Linked DNA regions of Macaca mulatta: region 1 is linked to region 2. A link is a contact called in public Hi-C data. All regions are on one chromosome and are shown on one strand. The core of a region is the stretch at or near the end of the contact, and the rest is flanking DNA. Distances in the headings are between cores, read along the strand shown.

Region 1 (5,682 bases), core at 952-3,451, 210 kb after region 2:
AGAAATGCTGAGTTATATTTTACTACATACACATTTTTAAATTCAGAGGACATTTGTCCTTGATAATTTTAAATGAAAACTTGGTGTGTATTTATTATAGCAAGGTAATGCAAATATAAGTTACCCATTCTAATATAACGAAGCTCTAGGGAAATAGGAAACTACTAAATTTGAGTAGTCTTTGCAGTAGTTTGACTATCGACAGAAAAGATGGTGAAAGAATACCTGGCTTTTAACTCAGACCAAAATCCCCTCTGCATGATGACCTTGTGGGAAAGAGGACCGGGGGAGAGGTATGCCAGGCTTTAACAACAGAACTACAGAAATGTATTATTCGCAGGAAATGTGCGACAGTAACGAACGGATGAGACTAGTTTGAGAAGGACCTAGTTTAAAGAAAGTAAACCGAGTAACCGGTAACTGCAAAAAATAATGCAGGAATGTTTGAGGATGTAACGTCTCCTAAATTTGACGTTATGGGTGGGAGAGGGTGTGTAACTAAGATGTAATGCTAGCGACAGAACGCTAAGTTTTAAAACTTAATAGTGAAAGAAAAAATAATGTTCTGGGAGGAACGCCTGGAAGACCCATGCAATTGCTGCACGATATCTCCTTAAGGACCGGAACATTTCTCACCCTGAAGACAAAAGTCCCTGTGTTCTCGATTCAGCCCACATCCCTCAGCACCATTTCCATGCCCATCATTTAGGCAGAATGCCACGGAGACGACGTTAAAAGTGGAATTCATCATTCTGGCTTGCAACCCATCTTGTTCTTTTGCCAGAACAGAGCACAGCAACTGGCTCCTCAATCTCTGCCCCTCCCAAACGCCCGCAGCCGGGCCCTATCTCCATCCCGCCAGCCTCTGTGGCAAGGGGCTCGCGAGCTCTGGTTGGCTTGGTCGAAACTTCCGTCACACGCCAGCTCACCTACGATTGGTTGGCAAAGCGTGCGCGAACCGCCCCGCCTGGCGAGGCACTGGGGGGTGTGCTTGCGGATCCCGCGACAGATTTTTTTCCCGATTGGTTGAAAGAGGAAAGTCACGTGGTATGGGGAGGCTCTCTTATTGGTAGTGAATGGTACCATGGGGTGCAGAGACATGACGTGGTTGGCTAGAATGAATCCCAGCTTCCCACTAGATGCCCCTAGCCGGCTGTTGCTATGAGGTGTCCCGGGGCCTTCCGGCTGCCGGTCGGGGTTCCGCTCTCCAGGTTTTCAATTCACCAGTGGCTGACAGGGCGTGGACAGAGCTCGACTGCAGTTCGGCACTGAAAGGGGCGGATCTAGAAGAAATGTGGGCGGATCCAGAGGATTGGTGGGCGGGACCCTGGCGACGTCAGCAGGCTTGGACCCAACTTCCGTGGTGTGTGGCCGCCTCTGGCTCGACCCTGTGGCGCGCTGCCGGAGGGGGCTGTCACCCTCCTATCAATGTCCTAACACTCGAAAGCTTCGTTTTGTTGCGTTTACACAACTTCAGGCAGAAGCCTGTAGGTGCCCGTCCCCTTAAAGCTACACATGCTAATACAAGATAAAACCAAAGCTCTAGAAGTGCTGACAGACTGGGTGGCATCGGGCAAAGGCCCTCGCGGTCCCTCTTGGGCCTTGGGCATCTCTCCCCTTCACTCCTCGCCTCAGGGTAAAGCTTGGAGGTAGCTCTGGCCCCTCTACCATCGCATCTCCGCCGAATTCTGAACGTGGGAGTCTCAGGTTGACTGCTCCCAGCTCGGGCGGGAACTGCGCATGCTCGGTACGTAGGCCCTGGGGTCTGACTGGGCGCGCAGGGTTCGGCGCTGCTGGGCAGTCGCGGTGCTTGTTTATCTCCGCGACGGCAGAAGCTTCGGAGCCGCGCAGAGCCTCTCGGGAGCGCCCGCGGCCGGTCGCCTAGGCGACGGGGACGGGGGCGAGGCTGTGCCGCGGGCTCCGCCCCGGCCGCCGGGCCCCGCCCCTGGCCGCGCTGCGGCTGGGGCTCGGGCGCGCGCTCCAGCGCTGGGGGTAGCGGCGGCGGCGGCGGCGGGCGGGGATCTGGGCGTGGAGGCGCGAGGGGCGGGGCGGGCGGCACTGCGGGCCCGCGGCTCGGGCGGCTCGGGCGGCTCCGGCGGCTCACGCTCTGTCTCCCTGCTCGCCCTCAGTCCCACCCGGTGCCCACGGGGCCGCATCGCCGCCCGGCTCGGCCCATGCCTAGGGCCGCTGCTCCCTCAGCTGCCGCCGCCGCCGCCGGCGCCCAGGGGGCCGCCGCGGCTGTGAGGTGGGGGCGGCCGCGGGAGGCGGCTGGGCGGGCCGCCGGGGCCGGGGCTGGGGGCGCAGCGCGGCCGGCGTAGGTCTATGTCGCGGGCGGCGGCGGCGGCGGCGGCCGCGGAGGGACGATGCGCGAGTACAAAGTGGTGGTGCTGGGCTCGGGCGGGGTAGGCAAATCCGCCCTGACCGTGCAGTTCGTGACCGGTACCTTCATCGAGAAATACGACCCCACCATCGAGGACTTCTACCGCAAGGAGATCGAGGTGGATTCGTCGCCGTCGGTGCTGGAAATCCTGGACACGGCGGGCACCGAGCAGTTCGCGTCCATGCGGGACCTGTACATCAAGAACGGCCAGGGCTTCATCCTCGTCTACAGCCTCGTCAACCAGCAGAGCTTCCAGGACATCAAGCCCATGCGGGACCAGATCATCCGCGTGAAGCGGTGAGCGAGGGCGCAGGGGGCTTGGCGGCTGCACCCCGGAGTCACCGTCCCGGGGCCAGAACTCCCCGCGCGGGGCTCTGGGGAGGGGGCTGTCTGGGGGGTGGCTCCGAGCTGGAGGCTTTACTATTGTCATTCTGCTCCTCCTCCTCAATCTCAAATTCGAATGCTTTGTTTCACAACTAAAATTTGGCATCCTGTTAGCCCACAGAACAGCTCTTTGTCTCTTGGCCGTTGTTAGCATTGCTTGTACAGAGCCCCCAAGGAAACAAAGTTTAAAACTTGCAGAGGGGAAGGGAGTGGATGGGTTTGTGTTGGGAAGAGAGGAACTGTGCAGGTATAGTTGAGACATTTGCAGACTGAACAACAACAGTCTGCCTTGGCAATGTTTGACAGCAAAAATCGCTCACACACCTATACAGTAAAGTCAAGTCCAGAGGAAAGAGACCTTTCTCATCTCGTTAAAGGTTTATGGTTCCAAGGCGTTTTACAAAAATTAAGTCTCTAATTTAGAGCAAAACTTTAAAGACAGATTATCAAATTTTTTGAAGACATCGTAAGCTAAATGGGGTTTCGAGAATATTAACATAGAGGAGTGCAAATAAGCCATTCACAAGAGGAAAAGAATGCAGCTTAGCTGTTTTTTGTTTTTGTTTTTAATATAGCCGCCTTAACCGCTTCAAAAAAAAAAAAAAAGTTCCTGGAAACAAAACAGAAGCTTCTTCAAAAGTGTGACTCAAGTATTAGCTAATTTAAAGTTAACGTTAATAAGCCTTTATATATATATAAATTGTTTTCTAAAGTATACATTTTGGAAATATGGCTGATTACTTAAATGATTTAAAATGTTTGTTTTCTCTTAAATTCACTGAGTATATTTTTCCATGTAATTTCAAGCATTAGAAATGTGATAATATCTTAGTGCAAAGTTTTGGCAGATTTTTCTAATTATCATTTAATTACATATTACCGTTTTATCCAGTTGTTGTTAGTTAAAGCCTGCTGATAATTTTAGTGTCCTTTTTTTCTTGCCTTATTCTACTTAGAGCCTAAATCTGAAGACCTTTATTGAAAGATGGTTGTAAGTGCACTGTAGACATAATCACATTGTACGTCAGTTTGAGTCCACTCATTTTGAAAGAGCAAGGACCAAGTTATGTGTGCCCAGGGGATGCTCAAAAACTCATTACGAGTAGTGGGTTTTTAATGCAACCTGTGAGATCAAAGAGAAGGCTCTCTCTCCATTGCTCCACCCCCCCCCCTTAACTACTTGAGTATGCACTTTAATAGCTGAACTAAAATTGTGCATGTTATTCATCCTTGTGTTAAATTCCAAACTAGAATAAAGCAGATACTTGCGTGGTCTCTGCTGCTAAGATTTGCGAATTTGATAGCTTTTTACTTCTCCAGTATCATTTTCCTAAAGTTAAGCTTAGTATGAGGATGGCATTTAAGGGGCTACATTTAAGTGACTTAAATCCTTATTACCCCCTCCCCCAATACCACACAATTAGAAAGAAACAAACCAAACCAAACCAACTGCAGGGTAGTCTGATACATCGCCACATGTTAATGTTAGGCCAAATGCATACGTCAAAAAATAATCTAAATGTCCCAACTTCCTCACCCTTCACATTTAGATATGCAGGCATAAAGATATGAAGATGCAGATATACAATGATAAAGCCACATACCCATGGCTAACTTCTTGAAGCCTAGGGAACAAATATGGCAAAATATTTTTGGATAATATGGTCCACATAATTTTGTAGTTTCTTGTAATTTAGTGCAGATTACTTTTCTCAGTTATAATAATAGGTTAGTCTAAACTCAGTATATTGGAGCAATGTATTTATTTTCCTTATGGCCCAGAGGAAAAAAAGAGTAAAATTCTGCATGCCCAGATATCATTTTACTCACTAGTCTCAGTTCTTGATATAAAAAGATCATTGATCAGCTGAAGTAGAGTTCATAAATTCTTTCACCAGAATTCAACCATTGTATACGTAAGAACCTCTTGGACCCTCACTTATGTGTCTTTGTAATACGGTAGTAGTAAGGTATTTTACACCTCATCGTAATCCCAGCATCTGGCTTCCCATCATTGATGGAGAGGACGTGTGAATGCAGGTGGCCTCTCAGTATTTGATATCTACTGTCAAATTCAGTATTCAGCTTTAGGTCTAGGTCAGCACTTTTCAATAGAGATATAACGTGAGCCACATATGTAATTTTAACATTCCTAGTAGCTGATTTTTTTTAAATAACATAAATATGTGGAATTAATTTTAATAATGTATTTTATTTAACCCACCATATTTAAAATAGAATCATTTCGACATGTCAATATTCAAAAATTATTGATAGGATACTTTACTTTTTTATACTGTGCCCTTGAAGTTTGGTATGTGTTTGACGTAGCACATCTCAATTCAAACAAGTCACATTTCAAGTGCTCAGTAGCCACATGTGGCCACAGGCTGCCATATTGGACAACAGAGGTCTAAGGTGTATATGATTTGGGGAAATGCTTGCTTATTTCTCTAAACTTCAGTTTCCTTATCTGTGAAATAGAGATTAATATGCACCTTCAAGAGTCCTTGTAAGAATTAAATGAGATAATGTATTTTAAGATACCCAAAACAATACCTAGTACACAGAAGTTGCTCAAAAAATTCTAGCTGTCATTCTTACTTTAATAACTTTGTCATTTATCTTCCTTAAATTTTACCCTTGATATAAATGTAATTTTAGAAGAAATAAATTTGTAATTGCATTTTGGAATTCATTATTTAGTATAGGCAAGATGAGACTAAAAAGCAATGAGGTTAAAATAATCCTTGGAAGAACTGTGTTGGTATTCTCTTTAAATATTTTCTCTTATGAAGGATCTGATGGAAAAGGGCATGAGAATGAACATTTAACTTCAAGTACAGTGTAGCAATAATGCACAGCACTAATGCATAGCCAAACGACGAATGGAGCTTTTCATTTTTCATTTTCATTTC
Region 2 (5,124 bases), core at 1,194-3,693:
ATGATAAAAGACACCGATAACTTGGACAAAGTCATTGGGAGAGATGAAGCAAAGTGAAATATTTCTAAATATTTAGGTGTTAAACCTGAAAGACTTTGATAATGGATTTCAAATGGTGGTTGAAGAAGGAGAGTTAAGGATGACTGCCAGGTTTTTGGCTCCTGCAGTTGGATGAATGTGATACCAGTTCTTGAGATGGGAATCGTGAAGTCAGCAAGTTTGTGCATGGCATTTTGCTAACTGCAATGAACAATGCATTTAGAAATACCAGTAAGAATGGCTATCATTAGTGAGCATTTATTATGTGCCAGTCACTGCATAGACGTTTTGTGTGCATTATCTTAATTAATATACAACATGAGCCTTGCTTTCTGAGATGGAAAGATCAACTCAGGCAAACTAACACCAGAAGACTACAATGTTAAGGGTTTCAAAGTGTCTGATACAATAAACAATACAGAATGCTTTCACAAGAGAATATCAGAGAGGGTAATGTGGCCAGAGAAGACACGACAGAATAAAGGGAAATGTGAGCTGAGGTCTAAAGATTGAGTAAGGCAGAAATAAGCATGACTCCATCAGGAAGTTCACTTGGGAAAACAGTGGAGAAAAAGTTGAGTTGAAAGGGAGAGCCCAGATTATGAAGGCCCTTGAAAGGCTATAATTCAGATTTTATAGAGAGAAAGGTTTGAATGTGAAAGGAAGATGACTTTATATGACTTTAAAAACCTGTCTGGCAACAAGGGAGCTTGAAGATGAGGAGGCCTGAGTCCCAGAGGCTGTCTTGTTAGCATTTGTGTTTTCCAGGTAATAGGTCAGAGTTCTGGCTTACCTGAGAAGGAAAATCAACAAGGCTTAGTTTCACTGGCTGAGAATGGGGGAATGTGTCAAAAGGTAACTAGAGTTTCAGGAATGGGATTCATGGAATGATAGTTTCGAAGACAGAATCAGAAGGAGATGCGGAAGAGGAGAATCATGAATCTGTTTAAGTATATTAATAATTAAAAGTAGTTTTTACCTGTTTGACCAAAGAACTAATTCAAATTTCCAGAAGTATTACAGTAGATGAAAGCCGGCAAGTTAGGATATGTGGTAGCATTACATGGGGAGGACAAACAATGTAAGCATAAAAAACTGAGGGGAATAAAGCATAGTAGTTATTGAAGAAAGTAGCCTAGAAATTATGTGAAACATTGTTTTTAAGATGTAATGGCAAAATAAAAAGAAAGCATTCCATTTCATTCTGTTGCTTCATTACAGATGCACTGAACAGTTGCTTATAAAAATAGTGCATTGGGTTCAACCTTTCAGATGAATAGGGGCTTTGTTCTGCCTTGGTCTCGTCATGTAATCATCATACTTTTTTGTTTTTTCTTAAAATGTTGTATTCAGGGGAAGGAAAATGTATGCTTATTGTGTTTGCTAAATGCCATATGTTTTTGTGTTTTTGTTTTCAAAGCATACAGAAATGCTGTAGACTGGGAAATAAATAAATAAATAAATAACCCTTTCTAACCTTTCTCTTCTTCTGCTTTATTTCAGGAAACTCCAGCACCTCCTAGAACATCTTTTGTGGAATGGCAGGCACCTCATGGGGGCCCTTGGATCATGTGCCACATGCATTCAACAGTAAACATCTTCCTATAATCATTGCTTCATTAACGACAATGTAAGCCAATGCACAGTATTTATCAAATGGCATCTAAGATGGTTAAGGCACACCTAATCCTCTCGTGGGTGCCTGCCAAGAGTAGAAAAGGGTGGTGTATAGATATCAATTTTATTGTCCAGCATTCCCTAATCGAAGTCCCAAGTGGTCTGAAAACTTAGACGAAAGATAAATGGGCCACAGTAATTAACCAGTGCAATAACAGATGTTATACAGGAAACCTGTGTGTGCCAGAGCTAGAAGCATGTTTTGATTTTGAATACGCATTTGGGCTAGCACATTCTTCCCCAATAATGGAAATACGTAAATGTTTTGTAAGGTATTAATTGCCATGGCAGACACTGAATTATTTTTCCTTTACAAAATATACACATATGCTTTGTCAGATAGTCCAAGGACTTCAGTTTCATGTACAACCTGGATTTCTTTGGAATCTGCGGAGTTTCACATTTTCCAAAGTGTTCACGGTGCAGCTCCTGGCTCCGAGCTGGCTGTCTTCAAGGGTGTTTTCTTGAGCTACCCCTCTCTCTGCTCTGCCAATTATGTGCCACTTTGTCTTGGTGCTATGATTGCTTTCTTCTGAGAGGGAAATTCCTCTTTCATCAGTATGGATGCACTGTTTTTACACACTGCAAGTGCTGTGTTACTGTGTCAGTCATCCTATTAGGGCCAGTTTCAGACGAGTAGGGCTGACGAGCTGGCTGGGGATTGGCTGGCCCGGGCTGGGAGGGATTTGTCGGAAGGAAGGGCTTGCAGCTTACAGCAACAGAGTTTAGACTGTCTTTGCTTCATCATCTGAAGGTAAAATTTTCCAGATACGGCAGGCGGCTTTCAGAGTACAATAAACAGGGAATGAGAACTATTTACATGGAAGTTTCTTCCTCATGATGCGGTGGAGAAGCCTCGGCCACTTGGTTCTGCCGGATGTTCCTGGGGTTACTGTAAATGGGAAGGACAGGCAGAGCTAAACAAGGTAGGAGAATCGCCCCCCTTTTTTGAATGTTTAAAGAGTTTGCTGCAGTATGCTGCATTCCATGTGTGCTGCTTAGGGGAGCCAGGGAAACTGGATTCCACTAATTCAAATGTAATACTTGCGGGGGACCCTGGAGTTTTACGTAACATTTTGATTTGAGAAAAAGAAATGGCAAAGCTTGAATCTATGCCGCCTGTTCGGGGTGAGGCACGAAATCGAGTTTTTATGCAAAGAATCGATTCATTTATTACATTATTTTTTAAAAACCATTTTAATTCTTCGGCGCAATCTTATTTTCTTGCTATAAAAAAATTGTCATATTGCCATAGCTAGTTCCCAAATAGATAAAGTTTACATGGATCCTATTATTTGAAAACAGACTTGCAATTAAGGATTAAAAAAAAAATTCATGGTAAATAATCATCGGTTGGATGTTTGACCAAACGTATGTGTCTATTTATTAAAAATTAGGGACTTACCTAGCTCTAAAATGCTACAGCTTTAACTGAGTTTCAAAAGCACATTTTTAACAACCTAGCAAGAGGTAGCTTTCTGGCAAGTTTTCGATACTGTAGTTCAATGTTTACATTTCTTTTCCTGGCATGTCTGAGTCTTTGTTTCCAGCTTAAAAGTGGAACCATTATATTCAAAAGTAAAGCTGGGTTAATAATGCTTACTGCAATTATCTGATCTTTATGCATTTTTAATGAGAACACACAGCCAGCAGAATAATTTAATGAGGGCAGGCTAGCTTTTAAAGCTGTGTTTTCACTATGCCGAACCATATCAACTTTCTCGCTGAGAAGCAGCAGTGAGAAATGATGGAGAAGATTTATTTTTAACACACTTGGCCCAGGAGAAGGAAAGGATGTATTTGCTAAAGAATTCTTTCTGCCCTTTTCCGTTTTAAATTTCTGCCAGGCATGAGGAAACTGTGCTTTTTTGTTAGGCCTCGGAAGCATGTGTTTACAATAAATGTGTAACATTTTTAGAATAGTTAGCAAGCACTGAAGCGAAGAAAAAAATCTGACTTGCCTAACCACCACCACCTTGAATGTTCTTCAAGAAACATTACTGTCCCTTTAAAAGACAAAGGTTAAGTGGAAAGCTATTTGTTAATTGGGTAATGTGTGCGTTTTGGGGACAATAAGGTTTTAAAAAAAGGCAGGGGGAACGTTCTTATAATCTTTAAATAAGAAGAAGTTTCTTCAGCTATCCTACTTGTTTTGCAAGGAGCAGTAGAACTACTCATTTAAATAAGGGCAATGCCACGTAGATTCTTCTAGACCCACTGTTTTTACTTTCAAGGAGAAGTGCAGGACACTAGCCCAGAACTTCTGACGTCATCCCCCAACTATTTCTGCTGTGTGTTCCTTTATTCGAGCTTGTGGAGAGGAATATTTCTTTATGTCCTGGCCAGGAACATTCTAACTCCCCGTTGGCAGGACTTAAGTTATGTCTTTATATTTTCGCCTGTCTTTTGTAAACTGTAAACCCGTCCCCCTCATAAATAGGGCATCTTCTCGTACCTGCCTCATGTCGGGCCGGTCAGCAGAGGTTTTCTGCAGGGCTTCTGGCTGGGCTGGCAAAAAGCAGCAGGGAGCAGGGCACAGCTCTTTTTCTGGCCTGACTCCCCCTCGGTGCAGCCCAGCGCTGCCACCTAGGTGGATGGTCCCCGGGGCCCTATTCCCAGTTGCTCCAGAGCCACTATTTAGGATCCAGGTTGTGCCACCAAGTTCAAGGCTGGTTGTGATGGTGGGAACAGCTGTTTTCATAGAGAAATCATCATGTCCTAGCACAGATGGCCCCGAGCAGGGGAAGTACAATACTGCAGGCTGCGAATCCATGTCACAGGTGGCAACCTTGGTCACAGAGATCGGGGGAAGGGTAACGTTTACGAAGGAACCTTTTAAAAAAGATTTTGATTGGAGCACATTGGAGTTCCCGGGAGTTCCCAAAGCTAGTTTGTGTCTCCTCTCCGACTACTCATGTAGTTTTGAGCAAGTGCCTACCTTTTCTATCTTTTAATAGAATTGAATCATACTTGCTACACTTTCCCTCATCATTTAGCATTCTGACACCTTAACCTTTTACCAAAAAAAAAAAAAAAAAAAAGGTTGTTTGTCTCTGGGCAAACTGAGCTATTTAAAGTACAAAGGGATAAAACCTCGGTATTAGGAAACTGTTGGCAAATGCCTTAGGGTATTAAGATACATAGTCATATACACAAAACCCTTCATTCTACTTTGTGCTCATGTAAATTTTTTTAGGGATATTTATTCTTAGTTCAACAAATGAAATTTCCAAGGAAATCAAAGCGTTGTTGTTTGCATTTTTTCCATTGATCTAGTCTGATATACTAGAAGCTCTGCAAAGCACACTATTCTGGCCATAGGCCTTGTAGTGCCCAAAACATTTAATGCTGTTTTTCCTTTGACTTTTGTGTTAAATTTGTGAAAGTGGAGTAAATAAGAGAAAAAAC

Evidence for each region. Hi-C and Micro-C count contacts between places; a contact is called where the count stands out from the background.
Region 1: a contact with region 2 is called in a Hi-C map of fetal cortical plate, with 2.8 times the contacts expected there. The contact joins the promoter of RAP2A here to the promoter of MBNL2 in region 2. A contact is called at or near these places in 2 of 14 Hi-C or Micro-C datasets (fetal cortical plate and liver).

What each region holds. Positions count from the first base shown.
Region 1 is chr17:92,158,489-92,164,170 of T2T-MMU8v2.0, forward strand. RAP2A (RAP2A, member of RAS oncogene family) reads left to right here and starts at 2,202. Exons shown (of 2, transcript NM_001193832.3): 1 at 2,202-2,677. The coding sequence starts at 2,364. LOC114673441 (a long non-coding RNA gene) reads right to left here and starts at 1,690. Exons shown (of 4, transcript XR_013407692.1): 1 at 637-1,690.
Region 2 is chr17:91,948,875-91,953,998 of T2T-MMU8v2.0, forward strand. MBNL2 (muscleblind like splicing regulator 2) reads left to right here and starts at 2,444. Exons shown (of 6, transcript XM_077973884.1): 1 at 2,444-2,642.